Linked DNA regions of Mus musculus: regions 1 and 2 are each linked to region 3. The links are chromatin contacts, called in public HiChIP or PLAC-seq maps. All regions are on one chromosome and are shown on one strand. The core of a region is the stretch at or near the end of the contact, and the rest is flanking DNA. Distances in the headings are between cores, read along the strand shown.

The links. HiChIP or PLAC-seq counts read pairs in DNA pulled down with a chosen protein or histone mark.
Region 1: a contact with region 3 is called in an H3K4me3 HiChIP or PLAC-seq map of microglia, with 7 times the contacts expected there. The contact joins the enhancer-like site here to the promoter of Kcnma1 in region 3. A contact is called at or near these places in 1 of 39 promoter capture datasets (cancer-associated fibroblasts), 37 of 484 Hi-C or Micro-C datasets (the AtT-20 cell line, LSK cells, the N1E-115 cell line and 18 more), 19 of 115 datasets of contacts at active chromatin or transcription factors (SST interneurons, craniofacial prominence, differentiating embryonic stem cells and 13 more) and 4 of 9 other capture datasets (adipose tissue, embryonic stem cells, liver and 1 more).
Region 2: an H3K4me3 HiChIP or PLAC-seq map of embryonic stem cells shows a contact between it and region 3, with 6 times the contacts expected there. The contact joins the promoter of Dlg5 here to the promoter of Kcnma1 in region 3. A contact is called at or near these places in 3 of 484 Hi-C or Micro-C datasets (all in embryonic stem cells), 1 of 115 datasets of contacts at active chromatin or transcription factors (embryonic stem cells) and 1 of 9 other capture datasets (adipose tissue).

Annotation. Positions count from the first base shown.
Region 1 is chr14:23,772,691-23,776,628 of GRCm38.p6, reverse strand. All of the region lies in intron 2 of Kcnma1 (potassium large conductance calcium-activated channel, subfamily M, alpha member 1), which reads left to right. Among named protein-coding and RNA genes, the nearest start is that of Gm51422, 120 kb to the right of the region's middle. Within about 2 kb of position 1,893, at least 9 of the 459 cell types and tissues checked have an H3K27ac peak or open chromatin away from gene starts, as enhancers often do. A contact at or near this core is called in the AtT-20 cell line, microglia, pancreatic islet and 1 more, where this site is marked.
Region 2 is chr14:24,243,868-24,248,180 of GRCm38.p6, reverse strand. Dlg5 (discs large MAGUK scaffold protein 5) reads left to right here and starts at 2,261. Exons shown (of 32, transcript NM_001163513.1): 1 at 2,261-3,034. The coding sequence starts at 2,731.
Region 3 is chr14:24,001,788-24,005,723 of GRCm38.p6, reverse strand. It overlaps Kcnma1 (potassium large conductance calcium-activated channel, subfamily M, alpha member 1), which reads left to right and starts at 1,519. Exons shown (of 28, transcript NM_001253364.1): 1 at 1,519-1,976. The coding sequence starts at 1,599. 4930519K11Rik (RIKEN cDNA 4930519K11 gene) reads right to left here and starts at 733. Exons shown (of 3, transcript NR_131107.1): 1 at 587-733; 2 at 270-429; 3 at 1-43.

The DNA.
Region 1 (3,938 bases), core at 644-3,143, 230 kb after region 3:
CTTTCTGAAAGGTGCCTGCAGAGCTGTGGCTCAGACCCTGGCACCCCAGAGTCTCATGCAGAACTCTGTAGCAAGGTATCATGTCAATCAACCCAGGCAGATATCAGATCTGCAGTTGCCAGTGAGTCCCTGTACCCATTCTGCTTTCCTAAGGAAGTAGGTGAGACTCTGCCATGTTAAACTATGCCCAGGGACCATAAAACTAGCTAGGAAGACCTTAGGACCCACACTCACATCCCATTCTAAAGGTACTTTGTTTTCCCAAGTTTAGAATAGTCTGTGGCATTGAGGGTAGAGCAGGGGTGATGGAGGGTTCGTTAGAGTCCCCCAGCCTTCCCTTGCTTCCCTTGCCCATCACTAGTTTCCCCTTCTGTTCTTTGCCCCAGCGGTTTCTACAAGTGCTGTATCTCTCTCCATCCTCCACAGAGTCCTCACTACTTCCCCAGCCCACCTGCCTTCTTTTTTTCATGACCTTTCTTAGCTCTCCTATGTTGGACATAGTTTTATCCTAATTGCTACACTCTGTAAATACCACCGAAGTCCCCTAGGAGGCTGAGAATGTGTACTCTTAAAGGGCAGGGCTGTTGCATGTGTGTGGTTTAGGACTGTGAACCTGGGGAAGCCATATTTAAGCACGTCCTTTCCCTAAAAGATACCATGTAAGCTGCCTCCCTGGGGATCTGAGTCTGAGATTTGCTGGCACCCGCCAAGCTCATGAGCTCAGGGCTCATGGAGACCCCCAGCAGCTACCCATAGAGCTCAGTGTAATATGGCCTCATCTCTATGCCTTTACGGGTCTGTGTTCCTTCTGACTCAGACCTATAAAAGGACACAGTGTGTAGACAGACTATGTGTGACCCAAGATGCCATGGCTCAGCATGCTATGGCCCATGATGCCAGAGCCCACAGTACCAGTAATCACTGGATTCACTAAGTGGGAGGGTGGCATTGAAACCAATGAAGCCAAATTTGGGAAACATCCAAAGATGGCTTTGAACTCAAACTCTTGCTGCCATCCCACCCTTGTGACCTGCCACTTAATCACATGGCGGAGGATTTGTTACGAGCTGGAGAAATGTGTAAATGTTTAGAGAGGAGCGAGCTGCAAGCTGTAAATGGCCATGGCATGTTTATATGAGACTGGCAGCTCAAAAAGGAGACTCTAATAGCTTTGTATTTTATTGTTATTTATTTTTTGGTGGATAGAATTACCAAACTGATGGATGGAAGGATTATTTGAGTTGTTAAATATTTGGGATTTGCCAGGCTTTTGATGTAACATCTTCTGGCAACTACTTTAGAGTAAACCCAGACTAGCTTAGATTAACTCAGATCTGTGGGCTGAGAAAGGGAAGCTGGGGCTAGAGACGGTGGGAACCTTCTCCTTACTTGCAATACTACCTTTTGAGAGGGTAGGATGGACCTTAGTTGTACCTGGAGAACAGTTGATCTCTGCTACATAAATTGTCAAGGTTTGGTGGTGAGAAAGAAAGGGAGGAAAGGCCCTTGGTCTTGCAAAGATTATATGCCCCAGTACTAGGGAATGCCAGGGCCAGGAAGTGGGCGTGGGTGGGTTGGGGAGCAGGGCAGGGGGTGGGGCGGGGGGAGGAGGGAAGGGAATAGGGGACTTTCAAGATAGCGTTTGAAATGTAAATGAAGAAAATATCTAATAAAAATTGTTTTTGAAAAAGAAAGAAAGAAAGTACGTAGAAGAGAGAAACTAGAAATACTGAATTAGTTGCTGACATAAACAGAGGCCCATTGGTCCCCGTTTCTGTGTCCTATCATCAAGAGTACTTCTCATATCTTCCCAGTGGCTTTCCACTATGGTCATTGTGTGTGTCTCCCTCCTCCACTGCAAGGCTTTTGGCTGTGGCTCCTTCTGTCTGCTGAGGAGGTTTGTTGATTCATCTATAAATAGTCCAGCTTGAATCAACAAGGGTGAGCTCAGAATGGAGACTCTTCCACCAGGACTTTTTAAGCCACCAACTGTGATCTGTAGGTTCCTCTTCTAAAGGCCATCTCTGTCCATGAGAGCAATCTAGTGGGAAGACAGACACCATCTTGTCTTTTGTTAAGTGGATGGCTTAAAAAAATAGAGAAGCATAAAAGTGAAAAGTCAGATGGAAGGAAACACGGGAAGGGAGGAGTGGGGTGTGGACCTGGCTAAAAAACATGGCTTCAGCCTTCCTCACTCGTCAGTAATTAGGGCTGGAAGCAACAGCCTCATACACTGTTAAGAGAATTAATTGTGCATGCTTGTATGTCTAAAGCTTTGTGAGTGTTAGTTGTTTTTGAAAATCATTCAAGGTGACGTTCAGTAGTATGTGGAAATTAATTTCACATTCTGCCTTAAAGTTAGAGATTCCTAGGGCTTTTACAATCTCACCAAAGCTTGTTTTTGAGCGAGCTCTTTTTACAGCAGGGGAGAGGGATTTGCCCACATTCAGATTTGGCAGCAGGCTGGGTGTCAAGGCACAAAAATCAAAACATTGGAAACGTGACTGATGCAAGTATAGAATGGGCAGCGTCAGATAGTGCCCTTAGCTTATTGCAATGGGATGGCAAGGTGGGGTTCCTAGTCACTTGAGATAAAGCGTTGGAGGAAATTGGTAGATTAGGCAAAAAAGCAAGCTGATGTCTTATGGTGCGAATACAGATATAAACTTTGAGATGACATTTTCTGTGGAAATGGATCTTTTGTGTTTCTACTTCATGAACCCAGTGTTAACATTTATTCTTCAAAATCTGGGCATTTTCACTCATAATATGTAATGAGCTGGAGGTTCTTTCCCCTAGAGAGTTCTCTGGGTGGCTTGGTAAATCTTGTTCCACCTGTGACATTAACAGGGCACACTGCCTTTCCTTGTCTTAATCTGATGGTGACACCAAGTCTTCCCACGGGGAATTGCCCCATGGTTCCTTTTTGCTCTCCTGCTGGGCACAGAGGTCTACTGACCTCACTTCTGTTCCTCACTGGAGAAATGAGCTTTGTGATATAACTATGTCAGGGTGACTTAGAACTGGGCAGGGCCACGGAAGAAGATCGCACAGTCTTGGACACAGAGGAGCTTGACATGCAGGAGAAAGATAAACCTTGACAAACAGTTGCGCTGCCATTTGACAGGTAAAAGCAAAGAGAAGGAAGAGGTCAGAGAAGGAAGGGGGTTAGGGGATGGGGAGCTTGGCAAAGTAGAGGGATATGAAAGGACTCAAGGAAGGGCACAGGCCTGAGAAGAAAGGAGTTCTGAGCTCAGTAAACTGCCTGGGTAGAGTGTGGGGAGCAAGGAGTAAAATGCTTTGCATTGAGAGTACAAATGTTGAGTTTTCTATCACATGTCACCTTCTGTGATTAGCCTGGGAGAATGCAGGAAGTGCCTGAGATGACAGAAAGCCGTGCTGGTCCATCTGTCATGGTATCAGGAGCTGGAACCTAGACCAGACTGAGGAGCAGGAAAGAGATGGAGAGGTTGGTAACAGCCCAGCCCTTTTATGAGTGAATGTATGGATAGTAGTCACTGACCAAACAGTTCACCGGTTCCTAGAACCTTCTGTGTGACAAGTTCCCAGCCTTCCTCTGGGAAGGCAAATAAGTGTAAGCACCTGACAATGTCCTAGGGAGATTGGCAGTTTGGCTGAGGACACAGAGCCTGGTCATAGAAGAGCTGTGTAAGGTATGGCCATGTGGTACTGTGGCCAGGGGTCACATATTATACTGAGCAGAGCTCACTCTGGCCAAGAATTTTGAGGCCAGAACAAACAAGAGGGAAACGAAAGTGAGGGAGCCAGGACATCTGACTCAGAGTGAAAACGTAGTCTGTGTTTTTTTGCTGTCCAAAAAGCAGGTGGAACAGTCCTACACTGCACTTGTGAGAAACTTAGAGAGCATTTACGCCTTTGCCCTTATCTAAATTACTTGGAGTCCTTAATAGTTTGAG
Region 2 (4,313 bases), core at 1,012-3,511, 240 kb before region 3:
CACTATGCCTATCCAGACACGGTTTCTAGGGAGGGGAAAGCTACAGAAAGGAGTTTATGCCAAGGTTATTGGTTAAAACAACTCTAAACCATTATGTCCACAGACTCTCTCATCTAGAATTTATGTTTCACATAGGCCTCAAGAGAATCTTATAAGGGATTCAACAAAAGCAGTGTGTACCACTGCCCAGCCCCTAGAAGTAAGTGCTCTTTTCAAATGCTTCCTCACTGATTCTTAGAAAGGCTTCCTGGAACAAACTCCAAATCCCTTCACTGTCCTTCGAGAGTTACTGGGAGACGATGGCTCTTCTGTCTTTGGTCATGGAGCTGCCAGTTTGTTCTCTAATCATAAAAAGATTGGTGTCCAATTTTCATTCCTCCCCCCACTTCCCTTCTTCACCCAGATGTCTGCTAATCCAAACAAGAACTGAGATGGGCCCTCAGGGATGAGTTAGGATCTGTGGCTGCTCTCAGATGAAATAATGGCCAGCCAGAGAGAAGGTGTCTTAGGGGCAGGGGATCGAGGAAGGGTCCAGGGACTCTGCAAAACTATGGCACCATGATAACAGCCAGCCTCCATTCCCCTAAATCCTTGTGTTCTAGAAAGAATTAGCTGTCGACCTGACACAGCCTGAATCATCTGAAAAAAAAAAAAAGGATTCAGGGGAGTCATTGTCTTTTTATAACATTGCTCTATGGACAGATCTGTGATATGAGCATGTCTTCAGAGAGAACTGGGCAGGACAGCTCAGCCTACTGCGGGTAGTACCATTCCCTGGGCAAGTGGTCATGGGCTATATTAGGAAGCTAGCTGGTGCATGAGCCTGGCAAGGGTGTCAGCATGCCCCATCCTCAGTGGATCCTGCTATATACTCCCTTGGCTCTAAGTGAGAATTCCTATCTTGACTTCTCTCAGCAATGGGACAGTGACCTGGAAGTGTTAAGTTAAAATACATACTTTCTTTCCCAAATTGCTTTTGGTCATGGTATTTGCCAGAGCAACAGAATATAATTAGGTCATCTTCTTGGTCACAGAAGCCCAGGCTATCTGATCAGAGAGGGATCTTCAAATGGTTTTGCTCCAGCATATTGGAATCCATGTTGGGTTATAGAAGCCTTAAAAAATGATAAAGCTATCAAACCCAGCCCAGAAAACACACGTTCACAATAGTGTTGAGATTGTTTCAGCGCCACACAGACCCTGCTGAACTTGCTCATGAAGCTACAGCTGAGAACCCCTGGTTTGATGCTCTTCTCATCCCCCTTCTCCTGAAAAATACTAGGTGAGGGAATGTAATTGGTTCTCTTCCACCATCATTCTGACATCGTCCACCATCATTCTGAGGGTCTTCTTGGTCTAATCACTATTCAGAGTTTGTTTCTATAAACAAACATGGCTTCTGGCTTCTGTCAAAGAAGGACATTTGAGATGTCTTTGCTTTGGTAACGGTGCCATCGAAAGAGTTCTTGGCCGGCCTTAGAAAGTAAGCCAGCCGTTGGAACGCAGAACTTTGCAGTCTTCTTCCCTGGGATGCAGATTCCGTTCCAGGTATGCAATTGTAGAGAGAGAGAAAGAGAGAGAGAGAGAGAGAGAGAGAGAGAGAGAGAGAGAGAGAGAGAGAGGAAGAAGGAGGAGGAGGAGGAGGAGGAGGAGGAGGAGGAGGAAGAAGAAGAAGAAGAAGAAGAAGAAGAAGAAGAAGAAGAAGAAGAAGAAGAAGAAGAAGAAGAAGAAGAGAACTGTCGGAGAAGGTAGACGGTCTTGAGCTGAAGTCATTATGGGAAGCAAGGTAACTCTGTGATTTGCTATGATCTTGGGGCGACACCAAGGAGCACTTTTCTTGACAGAAATCTCCAAGAGCCCACAGCAAACACTCCTTATGCACACCCAGGTCCTGCAAACATCCACTGCCTTTGACTCTGGAGCTCTGATACAGGTGTGCAGGATGCTATTAACTGTGAGGCAGGTTAGGGGGTTTTATTGGGAGATTTTCTAAGAAAATCTTGGAATGGGGACAAGTTCTGGAGAGGTCTTTAAATTGGAAATGACCAAGTGGGGGAGGGTTTTGCATTGTGTCCTTGGTTTGTTTTAGAATTCTTAGAAGACTCTGGACTAGGGGCAGTATGTGAACAGGGTAGGAGCAGTTTCTCTCAGTACCTTGTGGACTAAGGGCCGGTGGGGTCCGGACCCTTCCCCTTCGCCCAGTGTTTCAGTTGCCTGCTACCTCCTCCAGGCCGAAGGCGGGCCGGGGAGGAGAGAGGCCAGAGGGGCGGACCGCGGCTGTGCAGGCGGCGGTGTGGGAGCTCGGGGGAGCCGGGCCGGAGCCGTCGGGCGCCCGGCGACAATTCCCCCCGCGGCGATCGCAGTGTGCGGCGGGGCGGTGGGCGCGGAGGCGGAGCTGGAGGGGGCATGCCTGGCTGCTGCGAGGCCTCGGGGCGCGCCCCGGCCGCCGTCCCCACCTCCGCCTCCTCCTTCTCCTCCTCCGTCTCCTCCTCCTCTTCCAGTCCCGCCGCCGCCGTAGCCAACATGGCTGCGCCCCGGAGCCCGGGAGGCGGCCGTTGAGAGCTGCCCGATCGTCCCGGCCCCGAGGCTCGCAGGCCCCGGCCCATGGGCCCCGCCGCCTCGCGACTCCCGGCGCGCTAGGCTGCCGCCCAGTTCGGCGTGCAGCCCGCCGGCCTCGGGAAGCCCCGGCGCCGTCCGGCGGGGCGGGGCGGGGCGGCGCGGGCCGCCACCATGGAGCCGCAGCGCCGGGAGCTGCTCGCCCAGTGTCAGCAGAGCCTGGCCCAGGCCATGACCGAGGTGGAGGCCGTGCTTGGGCTGCTGGAGGCAGCAGGAGCGCTGAGCCCCGGCGAGCGGCGGCAGCTGGACGAGGAGGCGGGAGGCGCCAAGGCGGAGCTGCTGCTCCAGCTCCTCCTGGCCAAGGAGCAGGACCACTTCCAGGACCTGCGCGCCGCCCTGGAGAAGACTCAGCCTCACCTGCTGCCTATTCTCTACCTGAACGGCGTCGTCGGGCCGCCGCAGTCTACAGAGGGCGCGGGTGAGTGGCAGTCCCGCGCGGCCCCTCCTGCCCTCCGGCCACCCCTTCTCTCTGCAGCTCACCAAGGGGGTTGGGGGGGCCGAGGCTCAGGTCGCAGCCACCGCTCTACCTGTATGGCGCGGGTGACACCTTCTCTCTTATCCTACCCGGGGAGGGACGGATGCCTGGAACCTCATTCACACCTCCTGCCTCTGTTCTGCGGTTTTCTGGGAACAATAACCCCCTCACCGAAAGCCTTGTCTTTCCTCTCCTTGTTGCTACTGCTGCAGAGTCCTCCGGAAGCCACCAGGTCTGGTGGCGGGGCGGAGGTCGGAAGACACCTCGGAAGGATGTCGGTCAGCCCCCTTTCTAAGCTTCTCACGGTCGGCTAGCCCTTCGGGAGCCCTGGGTTGCAATCCGCAGGAAGGGAATATAGGCCAGGGGAAGATCCCCTAAGTTCTGATCCCTGCAACCCTCTTTAGGTCACTCGTGTCTTTTCACTTTGTGTCCGTGCCCGTTTCCTTCTCGTCCCCTGGACCTCAGTCTCCTAACTCGCCCAGATTTGCTGTGAATTATGCACACCGCCTTCCCCGGTTTCTTTGGAAATTGTGGGCCCGGAAAAGTTGAGGAAGTTGCATTGCACCATGGGAAAATCTTAGTAGTGGTTGCTGTGGCTCGGTTCCCTCCCGGAGAGTTCTGAGTTCCCGGTGGAGGAGAGCTGAGCACCTCTGAGTGGTGCCCTTTGGAACCCCTGTGTTCTTGCTCTTGGAAGTGACTGAGTTGTAAGTGTGTGTAGGGGGAGGGGTGCTGCTGGAGTTTGCGACTAGTGGTAGGCTTGTCCTGACTGGGCTGTGGAGAGAGAAGCCAGCCTCCTCGACAAGGAAGAAGGCATAGTACAGAGAAAGGATGAGGGCTGGCATGTATGGTGTCTGTTGTGGCAGGAACTCTACCTTATCACATTTAATCGCTGTTAACAGCATGTGAACTATCCAGTATTCCTGCTTTGCCAGAGAGAAAACTGGCCTGCAGAGGTTAAAATGTTTAACGGATTGAATGCTAAGAGTTTTGAATTATTGTCTATTGCTTAAAAAAAAAACATATTCAGAGCCTGGAGACAGCAAGTGTGTCTTGCCCTTGTTTTAAGTTGAATCAATATACATAATAAAATCAATCAAGACACATGTAAAAGACCAGTGAATGAAGCGAGCTGGAAAAATAAAACTGCCCTTAGCAACGTGCGGGCCAGAGGTTGAGGAGACCCGTTTATGGGACTGTTAAAAGCTATCCTTATAAAGGGAGT
Region 3 (3,936 bases), core at 270-2,769:
GGGGCGGGGGACAGGGGCTGCTGAACAATCCTGGACTCCTTCCCTTTAAAGGGGAGAAACGGGAGACCAGAAATGTAGAAAGGCAAGCCTGAATGCAGAGTACCCGTCATCCATTTGCCCTTCCCACACGAGTCTAAAGAACTAGGAAGCAGCCCTTTAAGAAACCTCCTTTTCTACCCAGTTTGTTCCACACCAACCACCAGGCTGCTGTCATCTTTGCTTAATAAGGAAACAACAAACAAACAAACAACAACAACCAACAAACCCACCTGCAGCTGTCAGAGGTCACAGACTACCAACAGACTTCCAGATGCCCCAGTTGTTCATCAGCAACTCACAACGTGGCATCTTGGAAACGAAAGAGTGAACTCTCTGTCAGCAGGTGTACTGTACTGGCTAGGGTCTTCCTTAGTCTCCAAGCCTTAGAATCTAGGGGCAATAAGTCCACTGAATCTAGCTGACAACCAGCCACTCCTCTCCCTATTAGGGGCCCCTTTGGGAAAACCGGCCTACCCCAGACACCTGGTGGTTTCCCCTTCTGGTACCCTGCTGAGCCTAGAGGGGCGCAACACCTGCAAAGTCCTACCTCTAGGCTGGTGGCGCTATACTCTACATCCTGGAAGATGGGGGGCCGCATGCCCCACCACTGCCAAATGACCTGCTGCCCCTACACAGCCCCAAGCCGAGGCGAGTTAGCCCGGTAAGCCTCCTCCCCTCCCGCTTCGGGCTGTTTGAGCCCGCGCCCGCTCCAGTTGCTGCAGCTGCCACTGCTGGCGGCTGCGGGGCGCGCGGGGCGCGCGCCGAAGAGGCTCGGGCTGCGAGAACGGGGACGAGGAGGAGCCCGAGGAGGCAAGGAGGAAGAAGCGAGCGGAGGCCGAGGAAGCTCAGGGTCACAGAGACCCGGCCCGAAGGGGTCCCGCAGAGCATCGGCTAGCTGGCCGCGGAGGCAGGGCAGACCGCCGCAACCAACCTGCCGCGGCCCCGCGAGCACAGGAGGCGGCGATCCAGGAGCGGAGCGCAGCCCCGGGGAGGAAGGGTGGCGCGGGCACGCCCGGTCGGGAGGGCGCGGATTCTCCGATCCTAAGGAGCTGTCGCCTCATCACCCGAGAGAGCTGTGCGGGGACGGGCGGGAGACCCCGGGCCCGGGCGCAGCGCACACGCGTGGCGCACGCCAGGCGGGCCGGGCGGCGCCGAGGGTACGCGGGATCGCGCTCACGGAGCTTCGGGAGGCACAGACCCCGGGCGCGGACCGCCCGCGGCGCCCCCTGGGCTCTCGGTGCTCCGCGCAGCCCCGGGGGCGATCGGGGCCGGGGTCGGGGAGTGGGAGCCACCCTCCCTCATCCCCTCCCCCCCCCGGGCCGGCCGGCAGCCCGGGGGAGGGCGGGCGGCGGCGCTTGGCTGTATATATCTCCGCACACCCTGCCAGGTCGCGCACAGCGCCCCGAGCCCAGGCGCCTCCCCGCCCCCCTCCCGGCGCTCCGCGGCGGCGGCGGCAGCGGCAGCAGTAGCAGCAACATGGCTGTTGATGGGTGTTCGGGGTGGCGCTGGCGGCGGGAGGAGCTCCCTCGAGCCCCTGCGCCTGCCGCCCATTGCTAGCTATGGCAAACGGTGGCGGCGGCGGCGGCGGCAGCAGCGGCGGCGGCGGCGGCGGCGGCGGAGGCAGCGGTCTTAGAATGAGCAGCAATATCCACGCGAACCATCTCAGCCTAGACGCGTCCTCCTCCTCCTCTTCCTCCTCCTCTTCTTCTTCTTCCTCCTCCTCTTCCTCCTCGTCCTCGGTCCACGAGCCCAAGATGGATGCGCTCATCATACCGGTGACCATGGAGGTGCCGTGCGACAGCCGGGGCCAACGCATGTGGTGGGCTTTCTTGGCCTCCTCCATGGTGACTTTCTTCGGGGGCCTCTTCATCATCTTGCTCTGGCGGACGCTCAAGTACCTGTGGACCGTTTGCTGCCACTGCGGGGGCAAGACGAAGGTAACGCGCGCCCCGGGCGCCCGCCCCTGCGCCATCCCAGCCGTTTCTCGGCGTCCCCCGCAGCCCACCTCTTAGCTCCGCACTGTGTCTTGCCTCCTGCTGTCCCTGCCAGCCTTGTCCCCGCCGCTTGCCCTTCCCTCCCCTCTCCTTGTGCCCTCGGATTGTGCGCCAGGGGTGAGGAGTTGACCCCAGCAGGTGCGCTCCAGGACGCAGACCCCCGCTTTAGTTCTCTGTTTATTGTAGGGCTATTGGTGACTATGGCCGGACCCGGGTTGGGGGGACATGTGTCTCTTGGGCACGTTGTTGCGGAGTGTGGAGAAGGAACCTTGCAGGGACACAGGAAGCTGAAAGACCCTGGGTGCGTGCGGGACACCACTCACTGGCTGCGGCCAGACTCCTCACGGTGGACTAGTTGGGACAGATCAGCTCATACTTTTGTTGTTGTTGTTGTTGTTGTTGTTGTTGAGGAAATCAGTTCCTGGGGTCCCAAAGAAGGGGGAATCCTTTGAGCTAGGGAGAAAATCTTTTGCATCTGGGAATTCTGGGGGGGAAATCATGGAGAAAGTGGGGGCCCACGGATCAATAAAAAGTTGGGAAGACCCATCCTAGAATGGGGTCAATCTATGGAGAGTCACTTTCTAAAAGTGGCATGGTTGCAAGTCTGATGTCACCGCCCACTCCATCCCTTACATTTTCTTTGTGGAACATTACCCTACCCCAAGTACTTTTGCCACCTCTACACTCCCCTCCCAGGCCATCAACTTTGGATCCCCACAAATACAGCCAGCAGCTCCAATCTGTAGCACCAGGGCTGCACTCCTAAGAGTCCAAGGGACCTCTGCTTCACTAAGCCCCCTTTTGGCACTTGATGTGGCTAGAAGTCGTCTTAAGCTATTCCTGGCAGAGTCGCCCACAGTGTTAGGACTCACATCTCAGATGTGTGGTTGCTAGGCTTTACTCCTGGGCTGTGGCCATCTCCCTAGAGGGGTCCCTGCCCACCACCTAGCACTTGCTGGGGGGCGGTGGACCGGGGGTGGGCAATGTTTGAGCGAGAACTACAGAATGAATAAAAGAAAGAACTGGGAAAAAAGAGGAGCTGAACTGGGTGCAGTCTTTTAGAGAAATTCTCATCCAAGAGGACAGAATAGCACCCATACTTTTGGACAGAGGATATCTCTAGGGGGATTGTGCAAGACACTCATCTTGGTCCCCAAATGTTCACACCTGCTCTAGAAAAGTTCATCCGGGACCCCCTTGAGAAGTCACAGGGCTCAGCAACTTGTAGCAGCGTACAGCTGCTAAAGAGAAGAGTTAGGCTAAGGGGGAAGGCTATGAAACCCAAGGGCAACCGAAGCACTCTCTGTCATTAATTATACATCACCGTAGGTGCTGGGCTCAGCTGTGTTTTGTGGCAGCACATTTGTGTTTTGGAAAATACTGGTGTGTTGGAATAAGGGAGGAAAAAGAAAAAAACCACCCTTCCTTCTTTGCTTCCTCTTGGCATTGCTCTGAAAGCCTCCAATGGTGACAGGTGAGCTTTGTTTAGAGTCCCCTTCTTGAGGATGGAGGTTCCCCCTTCCTTTTCAAGGAGAAAGACCGATGGCCTTCCAGAGAAGCCCTCAGATTAAGCAAGGTTCCTATAGCCAGACCCAGAGATGGTCTCTGTCTGATCATAGAATCACATTCACCCATTCTTTCTCCTGCATCTTCAGCTTGTCCTGGGAGTGTCTCCCTCTCATACTGAGACTTGGTGACTATCTTTAGTTGCACGCATCTCAGTTACTTTCTATATGGAAGTGACTTGGGTTGGCTTTTTAAAAAAACTACTTTCTGTTTTCAGAAAGTGAACAAATTTGGTCATAATGAGTCCTTTTTGTCTTTCTAAGGTTTTAAGCGGAGCGTCTAGCATCTTTTTACTCTAGGGGGTACCCTGTGCTGGTATAGTGTGTGTCATGAAATG